Linked DNA regions of Mus musculus: region 2 is linked to region 1. Evidence: chromatin contacts called from public HiCAR-type data. All regions are on one chromosome and are shown on one strand. The core of a region is the stretch at or near the end of the contact, and the rest is flanking DNA. Distances in the headings are between cores, read along the strand shown.

What was found. HiCAR-type assays count read pairs that join an accessible place to other places.
Region 2: a contact with region 1 is called in a HiCAR-type map of astrocytes, with 4 times the contacts expected there. The contact joins two enhancer-like sites. A contact is called at or near these places in 1 of 15 datasets of contacts at CTCF or cohesin (the NIH/3T3 cell line), 3 of 115 datasets of contacts at active chromatin or transcription factors (astrocytes, embryonic stem cells and heart atrium) and 1 of 9 other capture datasets (embryonic stem cells).

Annotation. Positions count from the first base shown.
Region 1 is chr3:115,693,422-115,699,365 of GRCm38.p6, reverse strand. No RefSeq gene overlaps it. Among named protein-coding and RNA genes, the nearest start is that of S1pr1, 19 kb to the left of the region's middle. Within about 2 kb of position 3,740, at least 37 of the 459 cell types and tissues checked have an H3K27ac peak or open chromatin away from gene starts, as enhancers often do. A contact at or near this core is called in astrocytes, where this site is marked.
Region 2 is chr3:115,853,157-115,859,583 of GRCm38.p6, reverse strand. No RefSeq gene overlaps it. Among named protein-coding and RNA genes, the nearest start is that of A930005H10Rik, 32 kb to the left of the region's middle. Within about 2 kb of position 2,838, at least 47 of the 459 cell types and tissues checked have an H3K27ac peak or open chromatin away from gene starts, as enhancers often do. A contact at or near this core is called in astrocytes, where this site is marked.

The sequences.
Region 1 (5,944 bases), core at 2,491-4,990:
CACAGATTTTGAGGTTGCATCTCTGGTTCCCATTTTTTGGAACCAGCAGGGTGTCCAGAGAACTTGTGGCTGGCCCTGTAGTAATCTCTCAGGATCCATGTCATTCACATTCCATGGCTCTCAGTAGGCATCAACAATCAACAGCCCACAGGAAGGCAGAGTTTTGCTTTCCACTTATGAGAGAATGAGGAGGCTCTGTCAAGGTAGAAAAGGAAACAAATCATAAGCCCCTTTATGGGATGAACTCACATGGATGTATAAGTATGTAAACTCTTTCCTACAAGAAGATCCCAATGGAGGGGTCTGGCATGCACGCTGACAACTAATGTATACCATAGATCAGCAATATGGAGGGAAAAAAAATAGGAATTCTCAAAGAAGCCAGGTTGTGAACTTTAGAGAAAATAATCTATTCTGGTTAGCTTGGTTAAGATAGGAATTTCTATGATTATATTTCTTATAGAGCTGGATATATTAAAATTTATAAATATGGGTTAGGGATTTAGCTCAGTGGTAGAGCGCTTGCCTAGCAAGCTCAAGGCCCTGGGTTTGGTCCTCAATTCTGGAAAAAAAAATGTTCTAAAGAAAATGAACAAATGTCTTTTGAGTCATAGTTCTGAAGGCTTCAAGTGCAATTTTTTTAAAAGATTATTTTTTGGTTTGTGGTGCATGTGTGTGTGTGTGTTTGTACATGCATGTAGATGCCCTTGAAGACCAAAAGTGGGAATGTGAGCTATTGGAGCTGGACTTCGAGGCAGATGTGAGCAGCCTGATGTGGAAGCTAGAAAGTGTCCCTGGGTTCTCTGAGATCAGCAAGTACTCTTAACCACTGAGTCTCAGGGCAAGATCAGTACGTCAGTACGTCAGAAATTGTCATCTTCCCTCATAACATGGTAGAGGCAGAGAGAGAGAGAGAGAGAAAGAAAAGGGAGGAGTGGGGTTAAAAGAGGAGGAGAGGGCAGACAGTTGTTTTCAAAGAGAATTGAAGTAGAAGCACTTACACTCACCAAGCTCTGTCTAAATTCTGCTTTACGTATGCTGACATAGTCCTTTAGAGTGTGAAAATGGTTCCAGGGATTTGTTGGTTAATTAGCACACCTTAGAGAGAGTGGCATTTATAGAACTCACAATACAGGGAGTTAAAAAGCAGGGGCGGAACTGAAACAAGGCCTCCGGCTTGCCATGATACCCTGATTCCTGGTGGAATGCACTGGCTTTCCAGACAGTATGAGACCATTGTTTTGTCTCAAGGTCCCTAAAGGCAGAACAGACAGTGAGATCAGCTTCCTGAATAAACCTGCAGGCCGTGTAACCAGTTGAGGAACCTTCAAGATATTCCTTTAGTATACATTGACAGTCTTTTGGAACTTGAGATTTCAGTGCAGTGGTTCTTAACCTGTGGGTCACAATTCTTTGGGAATTGAAGGACCCCTTCACAGGGGTCAAATATAAGATATCCTGCATATCAAAAATGCACGTTCTGACTTATAATAGTAGCAAAGTTACAGTTAGGAAGTAGCAATGAAAATGATTTTTGTGGTTGTGGATCACCACACCTGTGGTACTGTATTAAAGGGTTGTAGCATTAGGAAGGCTGAGAACGACAGATCTGGGGTTTCATTTGGACCTAACAGTTCTGAACTGTGGCTACTTCTGAGCATCAGGCAGAGAACCCATTGGAATGATACAGCTAGCAATTAATTTGAACATAAATGCCTAGCCCAATGGAGAAATCTGTCATACCTCCCCATGCCCTACCCCCCTCAGCCAGGATTTTGTGGTCACTTGAGAGTGTATGTCAAAGGGAGCTGGGGTTTGGTGCATTATATTCAGATTGTTGCTCATTTTGTACTTTGTTTATGTGCTTAGGTTTTTGAGATAGGGTCTCATATAGGACAGTCTGGTTTCAAACACAACGTCTAGCCGAGGATGAACTACAGCTTTTCATCCTCCTGGATGAAGTGGCCTTAACAGTAGCCAGCAAGGATCTCAGGGAGCCTGCTTTACCATCAATATAAATCGGTGCTCCAGGGAGAGCTCTCAGGCCTGGGTTATCTACCCAGGAGTCTACTCTGGGTACCAAGGCAATCCCACATTGGAGGAGGTATTTTTTTTTCTCCTAGGCTTTGACAAACATGGTGGATTGGAAGACTAGAAAAGCTCAGGTTCTAGGACTCTGTGGATGAAGATTCTTCTTGGCAGGTATATATTATCATCAGAAACTACTGCATGTCTTCACAGGGGCCTCCAGCTCCTAGAGATCTGCTGAGTAGTGATGGCAGACACCCAAAGACGCAGCTCCCAGAACTCTCTAAAGGATGCTGTCCTAATGTATTAGCATGATGGGAAAGTAAGGCAGGTAAAGGCATGATGCATGTGGAACACTGTCCAAGTGTAAATACTCCTCCCATGTTCCTTTCAGAAATTTCCTTAAAATTTAAAAGCATAAAAAAATATGTTGGCAAAGTTTTCATAGTGTCTGAGGTATATATAGACTGCTGGAGAAGACCATCAGTGACTGAAATTTGGACCCTGTGTGTTACAATACTTACCTTATAGGCAAGATTATGACCTTATAGGCAAGACTAGCAATAATGGTATGACTGGTTTGGGGGTAGCCAAACACTCTCTGATTGGATCTGAGGCCTACCCTATGGCAGGAAGATCATGCCTTGCACCTCTACATGGGACTTCTATGTCAACCTTACTTCCTTTTCCACAATGATCAGTAACCATCATGGAAAGAGGGCATGAAGAAGTGCTTGAGGAGGGACAGGGCAGAGTGCTGTGAAATGCTGTCTTCTGGACATGACATAACCATGACACTCAGGAACTCACAACAGCAGTGGTTACCATACACACTACCTGTACAAGATCAATAGTCCATTGTGGAGACACCCGCCCCGCATGAAGAATTATTGACAGTTGGGGAAAGGAGTCATTGTCTTCAGAGTCACTGGTAATTTGCCTGTGTTGCTGTAAAGATCAACGTCCACCTCCCCCACCCCCAATGAATGCAGATCCTCGTGGCCCTAATTAAACTCAGCTATCAACTCCCCTCCAGAAGACTCAAAAGTAGGAAAAAAACTTGTTTGGAAGAAGGGTTCAGCATGAGGGGCAGGAAGATGAGAGATAGTAATGTGTGACTATGATCAACATATACTATATGCATGTAAACAGTTCTAAAGATTTACTTATTTTTTATTTATATAAGTACACTGCAGTTGTCTTCAGACACACACCAGAAGAGACGTCAGATCCCATTACACATGGTTGTGAGTCACAATGTGGTTGCTGGGAATTGAACTCAGGACCTCTGGAAGAGCAATCTTAACCACTGAGCCATCTCTCCAGCCCATGTAAACAGTTCTAAAACAATATTTAACACAAGTATGTTATCAGGTCTGATTTTCCCATTCCAACTAGCTATATACAGTGCTTCTGCGAATGTATGTATACTACTCTCTGGCTCCTGAGCACGAAAAGTCAAGGACTAATGAGTTAAAATAACTTCCCCTTAGACACAAGACCAAGATGAGCAGTGAAGCTGAGGGCTTTGGCTTTGGCTTCCTTGGGGAAGTTGAGAAATTTCCTTAGTCTTGGACACACAGATTGTTCAAGTTAGACAGAACCTCCGAGATCTATATATCCAATTGTCTTTTCGTAGAGATAGGTGGCTTGCGATAACTTTCTTCTTCCTCTTTGCCCAAGCCATTTCGCAACCACAGTCCTATTAACGGTGATCAAAAATGAGCTGTTGTGTTTGTGTTTGTAGGTGACACAGCCCCTGGCCCGGGTCTGTTCAGATCTAGCCAGATTTTCTTTAGAACCTTGGAATGCAAATCTTGGGACTGACAGTGATTCTGCTCTCTGGCTTCAGGGTGACTGAATTTAGAGAGAGCAGGAGATCAAAGCTGAAGGGTGTGGTGAATGCTAATGTAGATGAACAGATGATGGTTTTTGACCAAGCATCTCACCAGAGGCAGAAAGAGAAGGCTGTAATTTGAATGGATGGTGAAGTCTTTTGTGGTTTCTGACGTCATTGGAAATCCAAGAAAGGACTTATTTTTATGCAATTTGGCCCATTTTGTTTTCTTAAGCCTTGATTGCACAAAGCTCAAGGGTTCTTTTGACCTTAAAAAGTGCTTATTTCAGTTAAAGTGCTGATTAGGGTCATGTCTTCCCTTTTCCACACCCCCCCCCCCCCTGCGGAATTTCATTTCGATTCTCTGCACAGTCCTTTCTGCTGCTCCTGACTTCTTTCTATCCAGGCAATTAGTAGCATTTGAACCTAGCTCTACACTAGCTACAACATCAATGTTGCATTCTCAGAGAGGTCAGGGCAGCGGCAAGAATCTTTCTTTCTCCTCTTTACTATTGGAGGCAGACCTTCACCTACCACTAGATAGTTCAAGCTATCCTGAGGCTCACAGCCATTCTGTCTCAGCTTTGCAAATGTTTCAGCTCTACCACACCTGGCAGGGAAAAACTATTGTGTATTCTTTTTGCTTTTAAGGTGTGTGTGTGTGTGTGTGTGTGTGTGTGTGTGTGTGTGTGTGTGTGTGTAATCCAGTTACCACAGAAAACATCAGAATTTTTCCTATAAAATAAAGTATCTTTTCCTATAAAAGACAAAAGTATCATTAAAGTTTCTTCCATATGAAGACTTTATCTACTTAAAAGAAAAATACATAAAACAGCAAAACAAAACCTAACAAAACAAAACAAAACAAGACTCACAGTGGATAGTTTGGCCTATTTTTGTATCCTATTCCTAGCATATTGTTTACTAAATGTGGCCCAGGAAAAATATTAAACTCCAATTAATTTCACACTTTCTTTCTTTCTTAAGCTATATTTTGATTTTTGTGATTGCATATACATGTGTCTGTCTGTGTGGGTGATGCACGCACATCAATGCAGCTGCCTTCAGAGGTCAGAGGATCGTGCTTGGTCCAATGGAGCTCAAATTAATTACAGGCCATGTGAGCTGTAGAGATAGGTGGCTTGCGATAACTTTCTTCTTCCTCTTTCTCCAAGCCATTTTGCAACCATAGTCCTATTAACAGTGGTCAAAAATGAGCTGTTGTGTTTGCGTTTGTAGGTGACACAGCTCCTGGCCGGAGTTTGTTCAGATTTAGTCAGATTGGTACCTTGGGTGGTAATTTGAACTCTAGTCCTCTGTGAGAACAGCAAGCCCTCTTAACATTTAGCCCATCTCTCCAGCCTCTCTCTCTCTCTCTCTCTCTCTCTCTCTCTCTCTCTCTCTCTCTCTCTCTCTCTCTCTCTCTCTCTCTCCCTGCTTTCCTTTCTTTTTTCAATATGTTTGTTCATATTTATTTGTTTATAAGTGTGTGCATGTGTGTGTGTGTGTGTGTGTGTGTGTGTGTGTGTGTGTGTGGTGGTGTATGCTCTAGCTCCATGATGTACCTGTGGAAGTAGGAGACAAGCTGCAGGAGGTGTTTCTTCACAGTGTGGGTCCTGGGGATCACCCTCAAATTATCCAGCTTGAATGCAAGGACACTCCCCCCTCGGTCCATCTCACTGCCCACCCCACCACTCCTTTTGGTGACAGAGTCTTACGGAGCTCAGGCTGACTTTGAACGCTCCGTGTAGCTATGTATGACTTTGAAATTCTGATCCTCTTTTCTCTTCCTCCTAAGTGTTGCGATGACAGGCGTGAACTACCACGTATAATTTTACATGGCTCTGGAGAGGAACCCCAGGATTTCCTGCACACCGTCCACCAACTGAGCTACACTCCCCTACCCGAATCCACATCCGGATCTATCAACTAGTGATAAGAGTTCCGGCTTCCCAGGCTGTGGAGAGAACTAGAAAGGACCATGCTTTTTAATGAATTAGATAGGACTGTGCTTCTCAATGGCTGGCACAGGCAGATTCTCAAATGCTCGTTGCTCTTTTAGCAAGGGTTTATCGGGGA
Region 2 (6,427 bases), core at 1,589-4,088, 160 kb before region 1:
TTTAATCTATGGAGACCACTTTGCAACCAGACAATTCCCTGCACTTCACTTCTGTATACCAGATTGTTAACCAATCCCTGACACTATTAATGATACTCTGTTATGCTTGCAGACAGGAGCCTAGCATAACTGTCCTCTGAGAGCCTCCACCCAGCAGCTGACCAAAACAGATCCAGAGTCCCACAACCAAACATTAGACAGAGCTCAGGAAGTCTTGTGGAAGAGTTGGGGGAAGGATTGAGGAATCTGAAGAGGGTAGGGACTCCATAAGAAGACCAACAGAGTCAACTAACCTGGACCTTGGGGGCTCCCAGAGATTGAGCCACCAACTAGGGAGTATGCGTGGGCTGGACCTGTTAGGGTTCGAGATCATAGGAGAATAATACCCCAAACTCAAATAGTATGCAAAAGCAAAGAGTTTATTCAGCAGAATTTCCTGCATGCATGTGTGGGTTTCCCCACTTGGGAATTGAGAGCCTTGGTGGACTAGCAGGCCCAGCTTTTATTGTCAGGGGAATTCCAGGGAGGGGCGTGTGCCCTTTTGCCTTGATTGGTTAGCACTATCCCTAAGGGTTTGACTGATTTTATAACTGGTTGGGCTCAGGAGACTTCCCAGGGGGTGGTTTACTCATTCTAGCTACCTATTCTTACTTCAGGCCAGATGAAAAGGTGCCCTTGGATTGGCTGCACACTGCTGTGGTTGGCTGACTATGGATTCTTGGATTCCGATTCTCATTTCTGGGAAACAGAAACTTAGGCCTAGCCTCCAAAATTGCCAGTTTGCCGCCTGTCGTGGAGTCACCTCTGCTCTAGCTAACTTAGTCCTCTCAGACCTAGGACCCCTCCCCCCCCACGCACATGAAGCAGATATGCAATGTGGTATTCATGTGAGTCCCCCAACAACTGGAGAGGGACTGCCCCCGAATCTGTTGCCTGTCTGTGGATCCTGTTCCCCTAATTGGGCTGGCTACCTTGTCTGGCCTCCTGCAGTGACTTGATGTGCCAGGGTGGGGTGATATCCAGGGGGTCCTTTTCAGAGGAGAGAGAAGAGGAGGTATTGTGGGGGGGGGGGAGTCTGTCTGAGGAGGGACTAGGAGGAGGGGGTTGAGATCAGCATGTAAAGTGAGTGAATAAATTAATGGATGAGAAAACATGTGTACAGGGGATAACACTGGGGCAGAAGACTGGGTGACTGGAAGGGATGAACCTTGAGAGGAGACGAAGCAGCAGCGATAGAGCCAGCATCCTAAGGCAAAGCTCTGAAGCACACCAGCATAGATAATGGGGATGGGGATGGAGGGGGCAGGGACAGGAGAAAAGCAGGAGTAGTGAGGGATAAAACAAGAGAGGTGAGGGCAAGGCGGCCAAGTGTGCAGGGCCTTAGGCTACGGTAGAGATTTTGAAATTTGTGTCCAATGAAATGACTTCAGAAGCAAAGACTCCCTCCTAAAATTCAAGGAGCCCTGAAACAAAATGCCACAGTGCCCCCTCTTAACCAACTAAGGAGAACGGTCTCTACCCTGAATTATATTCTGAGTGGAGATGATTCTGTAAGATTACCAATAGTTCGGTTTTAGGAAAGGAAGAGTTGCCTAGTGATGCGACGGGGTCTGTGGTCGCTAGAGTTCTTAGAACAGCTCGACAGTTTCTCGGGGTTTCTGACTTTCACCTCTCTAAAGTGTTTGGCAGAAAGTTTCAGTAAAAGACCGCTGGTATTTTCCTAAGACTTTGGTGTATTATTGCTCTGACTCCGGTGTCAGAGCACCCGTTCTATTAGCCGTTCAATCTCAAATCCAACAAACATCTACTTTGTGCCTGTTACATTCCAGGACCCATGGAAAGTACTGACAGATGTGCGATTACTTCCGAATTCATGTCAGTCAAGGGACTGAGATTTAGACATAGGTAGGGGGTGATGTAGCAGCTGCCCGGTGTGTACTTGATGGGCAGTTGGACGGATGACAGATGGCAACTGTGAGAATGGTGCTGCTTCTGTCTGAGGATGTCAGAACGGAGCAAGAATTCATGTTTGACCATCAGCCCCATTAGGACGGGAGACGGCTCATCTTCTTTCCTGGATCTAGTACAGAAAACTATTAATGAATAATTAATAATTATTCATTATATTCAGAATAATTGATGCTCAGTAAAATTGTATTGAATGAATGAATGAATGGGATGTTGCATAGAGTGAAATGGGCATAAGGTTTGTTCAGGAGATAGGTCACACTATTGACAAGTGCAAGAGAGCTCGTGCAAACTGGACAACGATGTGAAGCCGTAGTAGCAAAACGATTTCCGTCCAGATTTGTGAAACAACTACATTTTTTAAAACACAGAAATGTCTATTTTCCAAGCTCATTCAACTAGTATGTTTACAAGCAAGAACTCTGAAATCAGTGTAGATTGGCACTGTCCTAATGATACAAAGATCCGCTTGAGTAAACTTGGTAGAAAAAAAGAAAATTACAGATTTTGACACCCAGCAAAAATGGAGTATCTTTCTCACTCGTTGTTACATGTCAGCCTTCATCAGGTACAACAAACCCTGGAAGTGATTTGCACTGAATGACAAACGAAATTGGACAAAATTCACTTAAAACTGGTTCACACCAGCTTGCAGCGTGTACTATTAACAGCTAAGATCAAGTCACAAAACCCTATTTTGAGGAGAAAGGGTTTAGTGAACCCTAGAAATTGGGTTTGATTTATGCCAGCAAATCTGCCTTTTCAGGGCTCGAGATTTCTAAGGAAGAAAGCCACAGTTCTTACCAAATGGTTTCTAAGGAAACTCCTTACCCCACAGCCTCTGAAAACAATTTGGTCGTTAATGAGAGCTCCTTCTCACGGTGGGAAAGTGTTGACTAAAAGAAAAGGCTCCTAGACTGGGCAGGCAGTCTGTAAAGATGTTCAGTGTGCTGCAGTCACCTTTACCAAGTTTCTACTCTGAGTAAACATTTTTAGGTCCCGTTTCACAGTCGTCCTTACTCATAAGGATACTTTTCTGAGGAAGCTGGGACAGTAGCTGAGCATACCCGCTGACAAATGAGCTTGCACATGCATTCAAACAAGCTGCATTCCAGAAGCTGGCCACTCCATTGAGATTTTTGGCTGGTGTTGGAATCCAGCAATGTAGGATTTACATATGAGTTTTAAATGATAAATATTAAATTAGCATGAATAAAATAGATCTAAAAGCCTAGACAGCATTGCATATCTTGAATTATGTTTTTAAAATGTACTCTGAAGTGTCAATAAGTTATTCTTATTTTTACTTCAAGTTTTTCACCCCAAATTAGTTGCAGTTTTAATTACAATCCTTTTTATAATAACTTCATGATGCCTTTTGATATATAATGAAACAGCCTGGTAGTTAAAGACAGATGCTAGTTACTCTCAATTTGTACTGAAGTCAGATTTCAAAAATCCTTGCCTGCAATTTCTTGATAACCATTAGGTAATAAAAGCAAAGGAAATTCATTCATAAGTATCAGTAGACTTTTTATTTCAAGCTGTATTCAGAAACATGAATGAATAAATGATAGGAGCCAAAAATAAAAAATAAAAAAAGCAACCATTACAAATTCAGAAGAAAATGTTTAGAAATCTTTCTTGCCCTGGGAATGTTGTCCATTTTCAAGTCTTTGTTAAAATATAACAGTCAGTTGTTGAGCCACTTGGAAACCACTCAGGGCATCACTTTGTCCATAGCTGCCGTCAGTCCATCTGTCCCCAAATACGTTTTCTGCTTTAGACTTCTGTGCGGAGGAGAGCTGCCAAGCTTCTTCTTGCCCTCGGTTGCTCTCCTCATCTGACTGCTACCTCCTTTCTCTTTCTCCATGGGTCTTTGAACTTCCTTCGCCGAGGACAGCCGCTTTCATCTGTAGCTGCTTTGGATTGGGGAGCGAACATTTTTTTGCCAATGAAAACAAGGGCAATAAGAAAACCAGAAGAGCTGCAAGGGCTCTGCGTGTGTGACAGCTCTCTGGCTGCCCACATCGGGTCTTCTTGCATAAGAGAAAGTGCAGTGCAATTTTATAGAAAGTAATGATAATGCTCTTGCAGAACAGTTTCTGAAGTTGGTTTTGTTTTTTTGTTTTGGTTTTTCGAGACAGGGTTTCTCTGTATTGCCCTGGCTGTCCTAGAAGTCACTTTGTAGACCAGGCTGGCCTCGAACTCAGAAATCCCCTGACTCTGCCTCCCAAGTGCTGGGATTAAAGGCGTGCGCCATCACACCCGGCTTCTGAAATTGGTAAATCTTGCCAGATACATGGTGACAACGGTGAAGATGTCAGTCCATCCAAGGTTTCTGGGATGGAGAGTAAGAGCCGAGAACAGGGGGTGTGGATGTGACAGATACCTTACGTGCTTGTGTGGAATTTGGACAGTGAGCGCCATTATTCTGCACAACCAACACATGGTAGTCAGGTGTTTTAAGTGATGTCAAACATATTCTGTCTCATTGTTGCCCTTCCTTTTCCTGTTTCGGTCACCTTGTATCAGGCACTAGGTCCAAATGTAGCCCGCCTGATTTTCTCTTGAAACATGTCATTACTAGCAAACAGCAATTTGCATTCTAGGTGAAACGTGATGTCTGCATGACAGGCCATTGTTACACCTGCTCTTGTCTAGAGCCTAAAGATTGCACGCAGTGATGAACATGAGGACTCTAAGCCGAAAGATGGCTGGCTTTCTGTTCCCTTTCCTCATCTTTTCATCCCATCTGCTTTGCTCTTTCAGACACACTGAATGAAGTGAAACTTGCTCTCCTCTGAGTCAAAAGGGCAAAGTGGGGTTTCATGAGTTCTATCTACATGGGTCAAAGCTCCGAACTGTTGCTATTTGGGACTGGGTAACTCTTCCCTCTGGAAGGCCCTCCTGTGCTTTATAAAACTTGGGTCAGTATCCTTGGTTTCTGTTCCCCAGAGATGTGGTGACCAAAAATGTCTCCACACATTGTCCAATGTTCCTGGAGAAAAGTCATCCCAAATTGAGAGTTGACTTTAAGCTATGGACACCATGCAGTGTGACTAAGATGTGGTCTTCTGATGGGTGTGTATCTTGAGTCTGCCATGGTCTTTAATGTCCTCAGTGTGTACTTTGTGCCAAATATTAGAAGAACCACAATGAGTAAAACAGCCCTCAACTTGAAGTAGCGTGTAGTGTGAGGTCAGAGAGTTCAAGAGCATTGGTTCTCCACTTCTACCCTGGGGATCAAACTCAGGTGGAACTCAGTGCCTCGAATTTCCTCCACATCTGTAATAAATGTAGAGAATTACCTATATGTGTATGCTATTAAGCTACCTCCAAGCACTGGGAAATCTTAATAGTTTTCTTTAAAGTTTTTATTAAATAACTGATTGTCTTAGGGTTTTACTGCTGTGAACAGTCTCCATGACCAAGGCAACTCTTAGAAAGAACAACATTTAATTGGGGCTGGGCGATCAGAGGTTCAGACCATTATCATCAAGGCAGGGAATGGCAGCTTCCAGGCAAATGTGAGGCTGGAGGAGCTGAGAGTTCCCTCTCCTGTTTTGAAGGCTAGGAGAAGACTGGCTCTCGTGTGGTCTGGAGGAAGGACTCGTGGCCCTCTCCCACAGTGACACACCTACACGAACAACGCCACAGCTCCTAATACTGCCATTCCCTGGGCCAAGTGATCATACTGATGCTTGTACAAAGGATAGATTCAAATGCATTGTTTTGTTTTACTGATGTGATAGTCAATTACTTTTATGTTTGATATTTTTTTCTCTGTATCTTTCATAAACCCACACTTGTGTTGTGGGTTTCTGTCATATGCAGAGAGCTCTTATTGTTTGAACAGGTGTCCACACTTTGAACATTTTTCTGAGCCCATTCAGGTTTAAAAGAATAATTGTTGATTAAGAAGATGTCGCAAAGCCAGGCGGTGGTGGTGCACGCCTTTAATCCCAGCACTTGGGAGGCAGAGGCAGGTGGATTTCTGAGTTCGAGGCCAGCCTGGTCTACAGAGTTGCAGGACAGCCAGGGCTACACAGAGAAACCCTGTCTAAAAAAAAAAAAAAAAAAAAAAAAAAAAAAAAAAAAAAAAGAAGATCTCTCAAGTGTGCAACTGGAACAAATTCCAATTGCTCATCTTACCATTGTCAAAATGTAAACACCTTTAAAAAGTAAAAAGTAATTATTGCAGCGTCTATAATGTCATGGCTCTCAATCTGTGGGTGGAGACCCCTTTAGGGGTTGAATGAACTTTTTTTTCACAGGGGTTTCCTAAGAACGGACAAAACAAATATTTACGTCGCGATTCACCACAGTAGCAAAACAACAGTTTCAAAGTATCAACGAAAATAATTTTTTGGTTGAGGTCAGCACAACATGAGGAACTTTATTAAATTTTTGCAGTATTGGGAAGGTTGAGAACCACTGCTACAACAGAATTACAGTG